2 separate regions of the Zea mays genome follow, and region 2 is linked to region 1. The links are chromatin contacts, called in public Hi-C maps. All regions are on one chromosome and are shown on one strand. The core of a region is the stretch at or near the end of the contact, and the rest is flanking DNA. Distances in the headings are between cores, read along the strand shown. Region 1 holds the start of LOC103626334 (protein FAR1-RELATED SEQUENCE 1). Region 2 has its middle 66 kb from the start of LOC103626334.

Region 1 (7,062 bases), core at 3,654-6,153:
TGCTGATTGAGATTTCAGAGAGAGAGAGCAGAGAACGGCTACGGGACAGCAGTGGATAATGGTACAATGATGCAGCTCATCGTGCGGTGGGGGGGAGAGAAAAATCATCATCAGCGCTGGCACTTTGGCTGCGCAACTGAAAAAGGTATTAATAAACAATTAATTAAGCCACTACTAACCAGGAGTTTAGTGGTAGTAGTACTAGTAGGCAGTGGTACTTGCTTCAGATGCAGAATTGGCTGCTGCTTCCCCGCCTTCTTGACTGCCTGCCTTTCTCCCTCCTCTGACCTCTCTCTCTCTCTATTTAGCTGTTTTGCTGAACCCCATGTCAGCTGCAGTCTGGGGGAATCTGAGCCTGCTGCTCACCTGAGAGAGCCTGTGGGTGGGGAGGCAAAGCGCTGCAGAGGCTGCAGCAGAGAGGAGCGAGCGAGGGAGGGAGACGACGAGCCCTGTCGAGCTGTTCCGATTTTGCCCCCCCGAATACGTCGCTGCCCCTGCTTTGGAGGGATCTGAAGCTGCTGCTGCCTGCCAAAGCCCGGAGGTGAGTGACTGACCGGATGAATTCGGCAATCTTGTGGTGCTCCTGCCGTGCTGCTGCCTGGGTTCCCTTTCCCTGCAAGATTTTCTGAGGCGGAGGCCAACGAAGAAAAAAAAAACCCCCCTTGCTTTCTTCTCACCCCCCCTCCCGCTGCTTCTTTTCCCCCAGCCTTTTTCTTCAGCGGTAGGCTCTGATCATGATGGTGGTGGTGATGGCGGCTGTCCAGCGGAAAGGCTTCTTCTCGTGCTAGTGGAGGAGGCGTGAAATTTCATCCATAAAGGCTGTCGCGGTGGGTGGAGATCTTGCCCAATTCCGCTGAAATCGCCTCCGGCTACGGGTTGGGTCGGGTCGGGTAGCGTGGCCGTGGGCGGTGGGAGATGATTACTTTCGTGGACTCGGCGGCCATGGAGCGGGAGCGGGAGAGTGACAGGTGCCTGGACCCGCAGCTGTGGCACGCCTGCGCCGGCGGGATGGTCCAGATGCCGGCGGTGCACTCCAAGGTGTACTACTTCCCGCAGGGCCACGCGGAGCACGCGCAGGGCCCCGTGGACCTCCCCGCCGGCCGGGTCCCCGCGCTCGTCCTCTGCCGCGTCGCCGCCGTCCGCTTCATGGCCGATCCGGACACCGACGAGGTCTTCGCCAAGATCCGCCTGGCCCCGGTCCGTCCCAACGAGCCGGGCTACGCCGACGACGCCATTGGCGCCGCGGCGGCGTCGGGCGCGCAGGAGGACAAGCCCGCGTCCTTCGCCAAGACGCTCACGCAGTCCGACGCCAACAACGGCGGGGGCTTCTCCGTGCCGCGCTACTGCGCCGAGACCATCTTCCCGCGGCTCGACTACTCGGCCGACCCCCCCGTGCAGACCGTGCTCGCCAAGGACGTGCACGGCGTGGTCTGGAAGTTCCGCCACATCTACCGCGGCACGCCCCGGCGCCACCTGCTCACCACCGGCTGGAGCACCTTCGTGAACCAGAAGAAGCTCGTCGCGGGGGACTCCATCGTGTTCATGCGGACGGAGAACGGGGACCTCTGCGTCGGCATCCGGCGCGCCAAGAAGGGCGGCATCGGAGGGCCGGAGTTCATGCACCACCACCACCAGCAGCCGCCCCCGCCGCAGGGCGGCGGGTACGCCGGGTTCTCCATGTTCCTGCGAGGGGAAGAGGACGGCGGCAAGATGATGGCCGCGGCCGCCACGAGGGGGAAGGCCGCCAGGGTGCGGGTGCGGCCAGAGGAGGTCGTCGAGGCCGCTAACCTGGCCGTGAGCGGGCAGCCGTTCGAGGTGGTGTACTACCCGAGGGCGAGCACGCCAGAGTTCTGCGTCAAGGCGGGGGCGGTGCGCGCCGCCATGCGCACCCAGTGGTGCCCCGGGATGAGGTTCAAGATGGCCTTCGAGACGGAGGACTCGTCCCGGATCAGCTGGTTCATGGGCACTGTCTCCGCCGTGCACGTCGCTGACCCCATCCGATGGCCCAATTCACCCTGGAGGCTTCTCCAGGTAAACGAACCAAGCTCCATAACTATCAAAGTTGATGATTTGCTTGCGGCAATGCATGCTGATGATTTGTGTGTGTGCCGGGGACAGGTCGCCTGGGATGAGCCGGACCTGTTACAGAACGTGAAGAGGGTGAGCCCATGGCTGGTTGAGCTGGTGTCGAACATGCCGGTCATCCATCACCTCACAGCCACGCCCTTCTCGCCGCCCAGGAAGAAGCTGTGCGTCCCACTGTACCCGGAGCTTCCGCTGGAGGGCCAGTTCCCGGCGCCGATGTTCCACGGAAGCCCCCTCCTCGGCCGTGGCGGCGCCGGTGGCCCGATGTGCTACTTCCCGGACGGCACTCCTGCAGGCATACAGGGAGCCAGGCATGCTCAATTCGGCATATCCTTATCAGATCTCCACCTGAACAAGCTGCAGCCGGGCCTGTCACCGCACGGGCTCCACCGCCAGCTCGACCACGGCGTGCAGGTGCAGGTGCAGCAGCCGAGGATCGCCGCCGGGCTCATCGTCGGCGGCCACCCGGCGGCCCGAGACGACGTCTCGTGTCTGCTCACCATCGGCACCCCAAAGAGCAAGAAGCCACCGTCAGACGTCAAGAAGGCGTCCACGGCGGCGGCACCGCAGCTGATGCTCTTCGGGAAAGCGATCCTCACCGAGCAGCAGATATCGCTAGGCGGCGGCAATGTCGTGCCGGCGCTGGCGAAGAAGAGCCCCTCCGACGACGACGACGACGTGGCCGAGAGGACGGTGAGCAACTCGGACGTGTCGAGCCCTGGGAGGAGCAACCAGGACGGCACGTCCAGTGGCGGAGGCCCGGCGGCGCGGGCGTGCTGGCAGGAGGAGGAGTGCAACAACAGGGCGGCAGGTTCTGAGGACGACCTCCTCGGGCACTGCAAGGTGTTCATGCAGTCGGAGGACGTCGGGCGCACGCTGGACCTCTCCGCCGTCGCGTCGTACGAGGAGCTCTACCAGAGGCTCGCCGACATGTTCGGCGTCGACAAGGCCGAGCTGACCAGCCACGTGTTCTACCGCGACGACGCTTCCGGAGCGCTCAAGCACCCTGGCGACGAGCCTTTCAGGTCCGTCCGTGCGTACTCCGTACCCTCGCGGCAGGCTGTTCTTTCCTTGGAAGCATCCTATTAGTATTGGGGGTACTTTGGCTTTGAATTGCTTGAAAGCTAGGACTAGGACGCCTGGACGGTACTGATGTACGCTTGGTTTGTAACATGCTTGTGAATGTGCAGTGAGTTCACCAAGACCGCCCGGAGGCTGACCATACTGACGGACGAGAGCAGCGACAGCTTAGCGAGGTAGAGTCCAGTCTCAAGGAGACGGCGGTTCGGCAGTTTCGGTTGGGAGTGGGAGGCGCCCCGGAACGGGAGCGCGTGCGTGCGTCTGATCCAGGACCAAAGATTTGTCGGACTAGTAGCTCTACAGTAGTGGAGTACGTACGTACACCTTGATGCTGCTGCTTCTGCTGTCAGTTCAAGTGGCCATAACCATAATGCAGCTGCCTTTGGTCACAGTGACTGATCGGATGTGTTGTGTACATCGGACCGTTGATTTGCGAACGCGATTACTGAAAGATTATTATTATTTTTTTGTATTTTTGATATAACTAAGGTGCTTTGGTTAGTTGGTTGGTTTGTCTGGGATGCTCAAGTATTCTCTGTTCTCGCTCTGTTCCTCTGCCTCTTGTGTCTCTACTCTACTACTCTATCATCAAGTAAACAAAAAAAAAAAAAAGGCATGGACTGCTCGGTGCTCTCACCTGGCCGGAGCTGGGATCGGCGGCCGGCGGGCATGGTTTAGTAATTTCGCATCGAATTCATCGCGTTCCACCGTCAGTTAGTCAGTCAGTCAGTCCGTCCGTCGGTGTTGTGCTGTCGTGTCGGCCCTTCTTTGACGCGCGCGCTACTTGTCACGTCCAGTCAAGGTCCATGCATGCCCTGTCGTTGTTCTATTTCTACGGAGATTGTGGTGGGCGCAGCGCAGGGACAGCGGTACGTGCGTGTCCTCCCTCTCCCTCCCCACGCGCGCCCCTTTCACCTTTTTATACTGACACTTCCGTTCTGCGATCTACCTGCACCTGCGTACATGCATGGCACACGGTTTGCCCGGTGATCACTCCTGCAGTACTCTCGTGCCGATCCAGTCCCACGGCCACGGCCCCGCTTCTTATGTATCCTCTGGGAATTCGTCTGCGCACGGGTGAAAAGCGTGGCACGCACACTAGCCGCGGTCGAAACCGAGGTACAGTACAGTAGGCTCGCGCGACACACTAGCCACCACCAGTTAACCAACCAGTCCCTGCACCGTGCACGTACTGCACTGCGTGTGGAAGAGTGGAACGCTCGTGGATCTTGGCATATCCGCCGTGCTGTTGTACGGCCACGCATTTGCTCTCTACCGCGACCGTTTTCTGCCGCGAGGCCGTGTGGGAGCTACGCCGTCGTCCTCCTCTGCTGTGATGCACGTACGGGTGGGTGAAAAGGTAGACGGACGGACGGACAGACACGCGGTGAAACCTCGGCGAATCACTCGTGCAGAAGCGCGGCAGAACCTTGCTTTGCTTCCATGTATGGACAGCTAAAATTCTCCCTCCGAGTCGTCTAATAACTCGTGCAGCAGTGCAGCGCATGCGTACACGAATGAGCCTCCATGTACGGACAGCTAAAATTCTCCCTCCGAGTCCTCCGAGGCCGCGCGCGGGCGCTGGCGCCGTGTCGGCAAGCGAGTGGCGTCGCTGTCTGCCTGGCTGGTCTCGACGAGATGTCATGTCGTCGTGTCCGGATCGGGCAGAACATTGCTTGCTAATCGTCGCACGTTACTTTCGTCCCTTTACGTGCCACTGGCCTGCGACTGCGATTGCAAGCGACGGGGCGATGTGTCGTGTCGTGTCTCGTTTATATATATATTACTACTCTATAAGGCTTTATTGTAGGCGTTCACATTGCACCGTATTCTGCCATCCTCTCCCTCGCGCAATCGCGTCGTGCTCACAGCCAATGCCCCCGCCAGGCCCTCCTCGCCCCATTCTCTCTCCTGCAATCCCCGCGGCCTCGCTCCGGTTCTCCATCCTCGCCCACATGTCGTCCCTAAACCCCGCCCCGGCTCTCTCCATGGAAAGCGCGTCCTCTGCGCTCGGCTCTCCGCGCTCGTCCCTAAACCCCGCCCCGGCTCTCCGCTATCCATGGAACGTGGGTCCTCTGCCCCGGATCACCGCGCCGGCCCTCGATCCGCGTCCGCGACAGCCCGATCTCGCGTGTGGATTGGGTACCCCTCTGCCCCAGATCGTCGCCTCCGCCCGGCATCAGCGTCCGTGTCCGCGTTGTGGCGTCCGCAGTCTCCATGGAAGGCAATCCCGTGCGTGGATTAGGCACCCCTCTGCTGGCGCCAGCACCGCCCATTCGGGACCACGCGCAGCCCTCGCCGTGCCATGCGCCACCATTGGCCTCCTCAGGTGGGACTTCCCCTTTCGAATTCTCAGATCTGAGGCCGCCGCCGGATCTAGAGGTGACAACGATTTCCCCGAGTTCAAGCGCCATTGACCGCAGCAAGACCTGAAGGACACCAGTGCTTCCTTGATTCCATCCTAGACGAACCGAGGCCCCCAAATCAGGTTTGATTCGTAGTTATCTTTTGCTCCAATGACTTCTGGATGCTTGGGCCACTTGCACAGCTGAACCACATGTGCTAGGCTCGATTTGGTTTTGGGATGAGTTAGGGTTTTGTATTGTAGCAAGATCTTGTATCTCTAACTAAAGAATTAATATGTATTGACGATTAAGTGAATTATAGATCAGCAGGCTATATTTAATTTGGCCCGTAGCCCCGCGGATGTGACTTTTGCCACCTCCATGCGACTGATAGGCTCTCTTTGAGATCGGTATATTGAGTTGTCCAGTTGAGCTCCTTGCTGATCTTTGTTGGGTCGCTGTATACTTCTGCATAATCTCCTGGCCTTCTGTTGAGGTACTCAATTTTGATGTAGACCCCAATTGCCTTCTTGCAGGCATCAACAAACTCATTAACCGAGCGACCTGAAAGACATGCATATATCAGAGCAAAGTGATAATGACGCCACAAGAGAAGACTTCAGGGATGATTTACTTCAGTCTTACAGCTTGACGCACAAATCACTATTGACCCTACGAAAATTATTTTGTTTAAATACTACAAAGATATGCTGTCACAGATTAACTGTTTGCGGCCTCTATGTCTTGTTACCATGTAAGTTAAGCAAAGTATTTATTACAACCTGTGCAGTGTATAAACCTCCATATGAGCAAATAATAATTATTCAAACCTCTTCCTGTTCCAACATTGTAAATGCCGACTTTTCTAGGCTCTGCTTGTTGAGTGCTTTCACATGAGCATCAAGTAAATCTGTGACATCAATATAATCTCTTATGCAGGTTCCATCAGTTGTGGGATAATCTGTTCCTTTAATCTACAGGAAGGTCATGCATAACCATCAGCTCAATCTTATAGCGCGCTTTGACAACAAAGTGCTCTATATTTTTCTCCGTTGCTCTAGGAACCCTTTGTGCCCACATCACCATATGACAATAATAGCTACAAGTTAAGGAATAAATAAACACACAATTTATAGAGCTAAAAACAAGATCTTGCTGCGATGGTATTAGTGTTATGGTGATATTTTACCATGGATTTTGCATATCATATTGATGTTTGTCGTTTCGTATCTATGTTTTGTACTAATTTATAACTTTCGTGGCAATTGGAATGCATTTGCTACAGGTTGTCCACCAATTGGATCTACTGCAACAAGTGCTCCTCCACTCGCGTGCATGTATAAAATGGCAGGGGTTCTACCAACAATCAACACACCTGTGAAGTGAAGCTGGGACGTGTAGGTTGATCCACGACGTGTGCATTTGTAGGAACCCTGATTTTGGTATGGTTTCTACACTCAAATTCATCAGTATGATATAAGACAATTTGTTTACATTAATTCTCATTGTGTGACCATTTGAAATATGTTTTGCTATTTGAAAGTTCAAGAAA
Region 2 (7,521 bases), core at 967-3,466, 65 kb after region 1:
CTCGAATGTTGTTCTTCCACCACGCGGGGAAGATGTCGTCGATTCCGCCGCCGGCGGGCGGGTTGTCGGCCGCCATTGTCGTTGTCGCGCGGCGGTGGAAGGAGTATCACGTCGTAGCTGCCGTCGAAGGACATGAACTCAAGGCTCCCGAAACGGAGCACCGTCCCGGGCCGGAGAGGTTGCTGGAGACTGCCCATCTGGAGCTTGACGGGAAGCTGTTCGTCAGCACGCAGCAGGCCCCTACCTGGCGCGCCAACTGTCGGCATTTCGAGACCGGGGGGTCCCTAAGCCGACGAGTGAGTGTGCTGCGTGCCCCAGCCCAGATGGGTCGAGCGCGTGGGCGAGCGCGAAGGGGGGAGAGGCGAGGTGGCCGGAGATGGGCGTGAGAGAGGTGGAAGTCCCGCGGCCTTCGTGTTCGTCCCGCGCCCAGGTCGGGTGCGCTTGCAGTAGGGGGGTTACAAGCGTCCACGCGGGTGAGGGAAGCGAGCGGCCCCAAGAGAGCGCCTGTCCCGTCCTCGGTCCCGCGCGGCCAACCCTCTCTGAGAAGGCCCTGGTCCTTCCTTTTATATGCGTAAGGAGAGGATCCAGGTGTACAATGGGGGTGTAGCAGAGTGCTACGTGTCTAGCGGAGAGAGAGCTAGCGCACTAAGTACATGCCAATGTGGCAGCCGGAGAGATCTTGGCACCCTGCTGGCGTAATGTCGTGGCTGTCGGGGAGCAACGGAGCCTGGCGGAGAGACAGCTGTCGGGCGGTCGAGTCCTTGCTGACGTCCCCCCGCTTCCGTAAGAGAGCTGAGAGCCGCCGTCGTCACAGAGCTTGGGGGCGCCATCATTGCTTATCTGGCGGAGCTAGCCAGATGGGACACCGGTCTTGTTCTCTGTGACCCGAGTCGGCTCGGGGTAGGACGATGATGGCGCTCCCTGTTGACGTGGCGGGCCCGCGTCCGAGGCCGGGCGACGTGGGCGTTCCTCCGAAGCTGGGGTCGAATCTGTCTTCCGTTGCCGAGGCCGAGCCCGAGCCCCTGGGTCGGGCGAGGCGGAAGTCGTTCAGCAGAGGCCAGGGCGGAGTCCGAGCCCTGGGGTCGGGCGAAGCGGAGTTCGTCGTCTTCCGGGTCTTAGCCCGAGTCCGAGCCCTGGGGTCGGGCGGAGCGGAGTTCGCCGTCTTCCGGGTCTTAGCCCGAGTCCGAGCCCTGGGGTCGGGCGGAGCGGAGTTCGCCGTCTTCCGGGTCTTAGCCCGAGTCCGAGCCCTGGGGTCGGGCGGAGCGGAGTTCGCCGTCTTCCGGGTCTTAGCCCGAGTCCGAGCCCTGGGGTCGGGCGGAGCGGAGTTTCCTATGGCGCCTCTGGCGAGGTCTGACTGCCTGTCAGACTCACTCTGTTGAGTGGCACTGCAGTCGGAGCGGCGCAGGCGGCGCTGTCCTCCCGTCAGACCGGTCAGTGGAGCGGCTGAGTGACGGCGGTCACTTCGGCTCTGCCGGGGGCGCGCGTCAGGATAAAGGTGTCAGGCCACCTTTACGTTAAATGCTCCTGCAACTTGGTCAGTCGGTGCGGCGATTTAGTCAGGGTTGCTTCTTAGCGAAGCCAAGGCCTCGAGCGAGCCGGAGATGTGTTCGCCGTTAAAAAGGGGGCCTCGGGCGGGACGGAAGTCCCTCGAGGTCGGCTGCCCGAGTCCGAGGCTAGGCTCGGGTGAAGCGTGATCGAGTCACTCGTATGGACTGATCCCCGACTTAATCGCACCCATCAGGCCTTTGCAGCTTTATGCTGATGGGGTTACCAGCTGAGAATTAGGCGTCTTGAGGGTACCCCTAATTATGGTCCCCGACACACGCGCTCCGACTGGTTCTTCCGACCCACTCCCCACTCTCAGCTACTACCCTGTCCAGCGTCTACATAGTCAGCTATTGCGCCTGCTCAGCACCCAACTCCACCCACGCAGCTACCATACCGCGCAAAAAATATGCAGAGCAAACACTCGAACCCACACCTCTAGCTCCAAAAAATTGAGGCTAACTACCGTACCACACCACTAGCTCCGAAAAATTGAGGCTAACTACCGTACCATATATATCTTAGTGTTTAAAAATAAACAATAATTATATTTAAATAAATATCTTAATACCTATTTATATTATATAAAAACCGTATAGCACATGTAATCGAAGCTGCAGAGAGACTGTCACGTGGTGGGGGATGCAGGAACGGATCCTCGCCGCAACGCACACGTCGTCTCTGCACAGTAGTCGTCCACCAAGCGAGCCACGGTGCGCGCGACTGGGAAACCGATCCGTGCAGCGGTGATTATTCCATTTTCTTGCACACGCACGCACGCACGGCCCGGAGACGACGTGGAGTGAAGAGCCGTCGGTTTATTTCCTTGCACTCCCTATGTACAGTATAATAGGGGCGACATTACATTGTCTGGGAAGGTAAAACGAAACGTCACGGGGGGGACTACAGAACAAAAGTGAGCTCGAACTGTCACCATAGAATAACAGCCAGCAACGAGCTAGCTAACCTATCTAGCTACTTGGAGTCTTGGACGCATCGACCAAAGCCTGCGGTTGGATTCGATGGCAACGACGACACCACAAAAATTAAATAACCTTCGCTCGCACGCGGCTTGCCTTATATATTATTAGCATAACAAACGATTTGTTACAAGCAGCCACACGCAACAAAAAGGCAGCAACGAGAGCAAGACAACAAAGCTAAGGGCAGCTTATCGTCGTAGTTCGTCGGTCGCAATCGTACCGAGTGCACCAGTGCTGCAGCATCTTGTGCAGTGCGCGGCAGCTATGATGGGTTTTTTTTTTGACTTTGAGGTGATAGTTGCACGGTATAAAAGCTGACGTTCTTCTTTATAGGGGCGTGACAGCGATGATCTTCCCACTCGAAAAATGACGAGAACCGGTAACTTTCACCGTTCTCGGCTTCGAAAACCGGTCGGGTTTCTGAATCTCAATGTATTCCGGTTTCAAATTTTAAAATATAAAAGCCAACCTTTGGTCGACAAAACGGTTTTTTAGAAAATCCAAAACGAAATTGTAAATATAGGGGGCTGTGTACAACCTAGAGACTTCCGTTCAGTTTTTCAAGCACAAGAGAACGTTAATAAATAACACGATACAATCGTCGTGAGCTCGTAAATCATAAATACAGTCAAGATACAATATGTATAGAGAGTCGTATAGAGAGACATGCTCTCCACGAAGAGCCCGTCTCTTGATTTTTTTTCACTTAGCCCCCCAAAGACCTCTCAAGAGAAGTTAAATAAAAAACACAAGAGACGAGCTCTTCGCAGAGATCCCGTCTCTACACGGCTCTCTATACATATTGTATCTTCACTGCATTAATGATGTAACAGATTTTAAAGATAGCCCATTGTATGATGGAGTTTTTAGCCGTCTCTTTTACTTAGAAAATCGAGCGAGAGGCTCTAGGTTGTACACGACCTTACTTCTTTTTTCCGAGCACACTTAGCCAAGAAAGCCAACCCCTTACTTCACTGTTACGACTGGTTTTATTAAAATACTCATGCATGCTATGTCTTAGATTTTGGTGCGTGAGCATGATCTTCTTGCTCTAAGGTCAGTAACAATCATTTATTTCTTTAATTTGTAGCATTCGATTATTTTTGATACCTGGATTGCTTGATTCTCTAGTTGTTTCTCTATTTTAGAGAGAGAAGCACTAATATTATGGTGAGCCCATCTTCCAAAAACTTGACACCCATGACCCATTTAGGGGGTGTTTGGTTAGAGGGACTAAAGATTAGTATCTAGTTTCTACTCCCATTTAGTCCCTTTTTTGCCAAACACAAGGTCTAAAATATGGACTAAATTCGTTTAGTCTTTAGTCCTTAACATATGTGCTAAAAGAGACTAAAAGTCCACAATTATCCATTTACCCTTACCTTCCCTCGTCTCTCTCTCACACCCGTAGCCACTCCCTCTCGTCTCTCACATCCGCCGCCGCCCCTTCCTCCCAGCGTCCGTCGCCGCCCCTCCCTTATCTCTCTCGCGCACGACGAACGCAGCCAATCCCTCTTCTCTCTCGCGCGCGACGAGCACAACCACTCCCTCATCCTCTTCCTCTTCCAAGCCCGTCGACTAACACCGAATGCCGACGTCACCTTCGCGCGCGACGAATGCCCCCCGCCCCTCCCTCATCTCTCTCGCGCGCGACGAACGCAGCCAATCCCTCTTCTCTCTCGCGCGCGACGAGCACAACCACTCCCTCATCCTCTTCCTCTTCCAAGCCCGTCGACTAACACCGAACGCCGACGTCGCCTTCGCGCGCGACGAATGCCCCCCGCCACTCCCTCATCCTCTTCTGCGCGCGACGAACGCCCCTGCCACTCCCTCATTCCCGCGCGCGATGAATCATGGATGGCCATCACAGCTTTCGTGATTTTCTCTCCCAAGCCGGCTCATCCTCAGCACCGAGGAACCTCACCATCCCCATCCACAAAGTGGCGGAGGACAACGAGTTCGGCCTCTTCTCCCCAACCCACTTGATTCATTCCTCATCGATGAACAACTCTGCGCCCCGGATTCGGATGGATCAACTCGATCTGAACCACCAGGGCACTGAGTTTCCCCACTTCAGTTTGTATCAACAAGTTCTAGAGACTGGTGAACCAACAAACAACCTAGGATTTCCAGATTCATGCATTAGAATTGGCTGCACTCCATTCCAAACAACCAGATCTACTACTGGAGGCATGAGAGGAAGAGGAAACCCGCCTCTGGTTCGTGGCCGAGATGCATCTAGAGGTATTTCTAGAGGAAGGGGGAGGTTCAGAGGTTTCCGAGGTAGTGGTGGTATCTCCGTTCCTGTTGAACATTTGGAGGATGAAGCAGAAACTGAATCCGAAGCTCGTTTAGCTGTGGTAAGGCACTATTTTATATCTGTTATATGTTCATCTCAGTTCCTGTATGTATACTCGTTCAGTTGTTATAATTTATTTTACTGTTATATGTTATACTTAACTAACAATGATACATGATTGTTATATTCTAATGTTGCATGTCTTTATAATTTATTTTACTGTATGATTTATTTTATCTGTTTGTATCATGTCTAATGTTGCATGCAGTTAATGGGTTCATCTCCTATCTTTCATATAGTTTGAGTCACATTTCCTACAGTCTTTCCTAGAGTTTTTGCTTTAGTTTTCCAAGTGGCTGTAGCTGCTTATTCACAGTTTTTGCATGTATCTATCTCTGAAATATGTTAGGTAGTATGTATCTATTTCTGAAATCTTATGTGTTTTTTCTTTACAACCACCACATGTTCAATTACTATATTCTGTTTGTTCAATTATTTACGAGTACTTTCTTTTGTTTGTCCATATGCACAATAGCCTCAGTTTGACAAAGCTCTTTGGAGTGAAGAAAACACACAAATTTTCTCTGAATTATGTGTTGAACAAATTAGAGTTGGAAACTGCAACAATGGTACAATGTCAACAAGAGGATATAACATCATCAAGGAAGAGTTCTTTTCTAAGACAGTTTTAAGACATGACAGAAAACAATTTAAGAATAGGTGGACTCAATGCAAAAACATGTACTCGTTCTGGTTGTTCATTAACAGTCAAAGTGGTCTAGGTAGAAGAACTGATGGTACAATTGTAGCCTCAGAGTCCTTTTGGAAGATTCACACCGAGGTTAGTACACGTAGTTACATATAATTATCTTAGGTTATAGCAGTGAGTAATGTTAGCTAATAGGATATGTTACCTTTTGATTGCAGAAACATACTGAATGCAGGAAGTTCCAGTATGGGGTTCCCACATATATGGACCACTTAGCTGAGATGTTCCATGGCATTGTTGTTGATGGGTCTAGTTCTTGTTTCCCTGGTGATGCTCATGGACACCAACAAGAAATATGTGATGAAGAACAAGGAGAAGATGAATCTAGGGAAAGATTTCTTAACTCTTCTACTCCTAGTAGTGGTCGCAAAAGGTGTAGTAGCACAACAGACACAACTAGTAGCCCACCTAAAAAACCCAAACCGACTATGTCTAAGATGTTTGAAGGATTAATTACAGAAATGCAAACAACAAGAAATGAGGACACTAAAGTCTTTAACCAAATTAAAAACTACTAGTTAGAAAAAGATTCATCAGACATGGATGACTTTTCTATCTGTTTGAGCTTGGCAGAGGAAAGTGGACCTGATAAAGATTCAGATGAATACTACATGGGAACCAAGTTGTTTAAAGACAAGTTTAACAAAGTCACCTTCCATCGTTTTGACACTCCACAACAAAGGATGAAGTGGCTACAGAGACATGTTAAGGAGTATTTTGGTTAAAAATGTATTAGAATATGTATGAAGTTGTATTGTTAGCTGTTGAACTATTTATGTGATGAATAATTATGTGATGAACTATGTGATGAACTACTAGCTTTATTACCTATTAAGTTCAGTGGAAGAATGTTTCTTTTTTATGTGACTAGTGTGTTATTCATTGGAAGAATGTTTGTATTAGTTATTCACTTATTATGAATGTTTCTAGTAGTTGTCCAGTTATTTCTGGTAGCTTTATTACCTGTTAAGTTCAGTGGAATAATATATCTAGTCCAGTAATCTGTTTTATACTTATTCGATGTCTATGTGAATGAAGGTTGGAGGAACTGATTTGGTGCAACAAGCAGCCATGCTTCTAAGAATGAGAAATAAGAGGAGAAGGTACATAACATGTGCAACAACTGTTATTGGTATGTTTCACTATGAAACTTACATGAACAAAGCCTCTTATAGAATTCCAGCTCAATATGGCTATGCTTGGGTAATGCAAACACTAGGAAATAGAACTAGTTGCTATAACATGTTTAGGATGAGCAGAAACTTGTTCGATAAATTGCATAGTGCGCTTGTTGAATCTTATGGGCTGACAAGCACTAGAAGAATGACATCAGTAGAGGCATTGGGGCTATTTTTATGGATCAGTGGTGCTCCTCAATCACTTCGGCAGGCTGAAGATAGATTTTGTAGGTAACTAGAAACATGTAGCAGAAAATTTGACAAAGTTTTAAATAGTGTAAACAAACTAGCAGCAGTCATCATTAGGCCACTAGATCCTGAGTTTACATGTGTTCATCCAAGGTTGCAATCACCTAGATTTAGCCCTTTCTTTGACAATTGCATTGGAGCCATTGATGGCACACATATCCCAGTTGTGGTTCCTACTACCAAAGTAGTTCAACATACTGGAAGACATGGGTACACTTCACAGAATGTCATGCCCGTTTGTGATTTTGATATGAGGTTTACTTTTGTTGTGGCTGGATGGCCAGGATCAGTTCATGACATGAGAGTTTTCAAAGATGCAATTGGAAAATATGGAGATAGGTTTCCACATCCTTCAGAAGGGAAATTCTATCTTGTGGACTCGGGGTATCCAAACCGTATTGGCTATCTTGCTCCATACAAAGGTACAAAATACCATCTTCCTGAATTTCATCAAGGTCCAATGCCAAGAGGTAGAAAAGAAAATTTTAATTATGCACA

What was found. A called contact is a pair of places that touch in the nucleus more often than the background predicts.
Region 2: a Hi-C map of leaf shows a contact between it and region 1, with 4 times the contacts expected there. The contact joins the enhancer-like site here to the promoter of LOC103626334 in region 1. A contact is called at or near these places in 3 of 25 Hi-C or Micro-C datasets (bundle sheath, endosperm and leaf).

What each region holds. Positions count from the first base shown.
Region 1 is chr5:50,935,668-50,942,729 of Zm-B73-REFERENCE-NAM-5.0, forward strand. LOC103626334 (protein FAR1-RELATED SEQUENCE 1) reads left to right here and starts at 4,904. Exons shown (of 17, transcript XM_035959029.1): 1 at 4,904-5,653; 2 at 6,047-6,494; 3 at 6,796-6,952. It overlaps LOC100280136 (Auxin response factor 16), which reads left to right and starts at 245. Exons shown (of 4, transcript NM_001361024.1): 1 at 245-541; 2 at 707-2,031; 3 at 2,119-3,110; 4 at 3,276-3,690. The coding sequence starts at 916. The coding sequence ends at 3,345.
Region 2 is chr5:51,002,860-51,010,380 of Zm-B73-REFERENCE-NAM-5.0, forward strand. No RefSeq gene overlaps it. Among protein-coding and RNA genes, the nearest start is that of LOC103626334, 66 kb to the left of the region's middle. Within about 2 kb of position 2,217, at least 11 of the 20 cell types and tissues checked have an H3K27ac peak or open chromatin away from gene starts, as enhancers often do. A contact at or near this core is called in leaf, where this site is marked.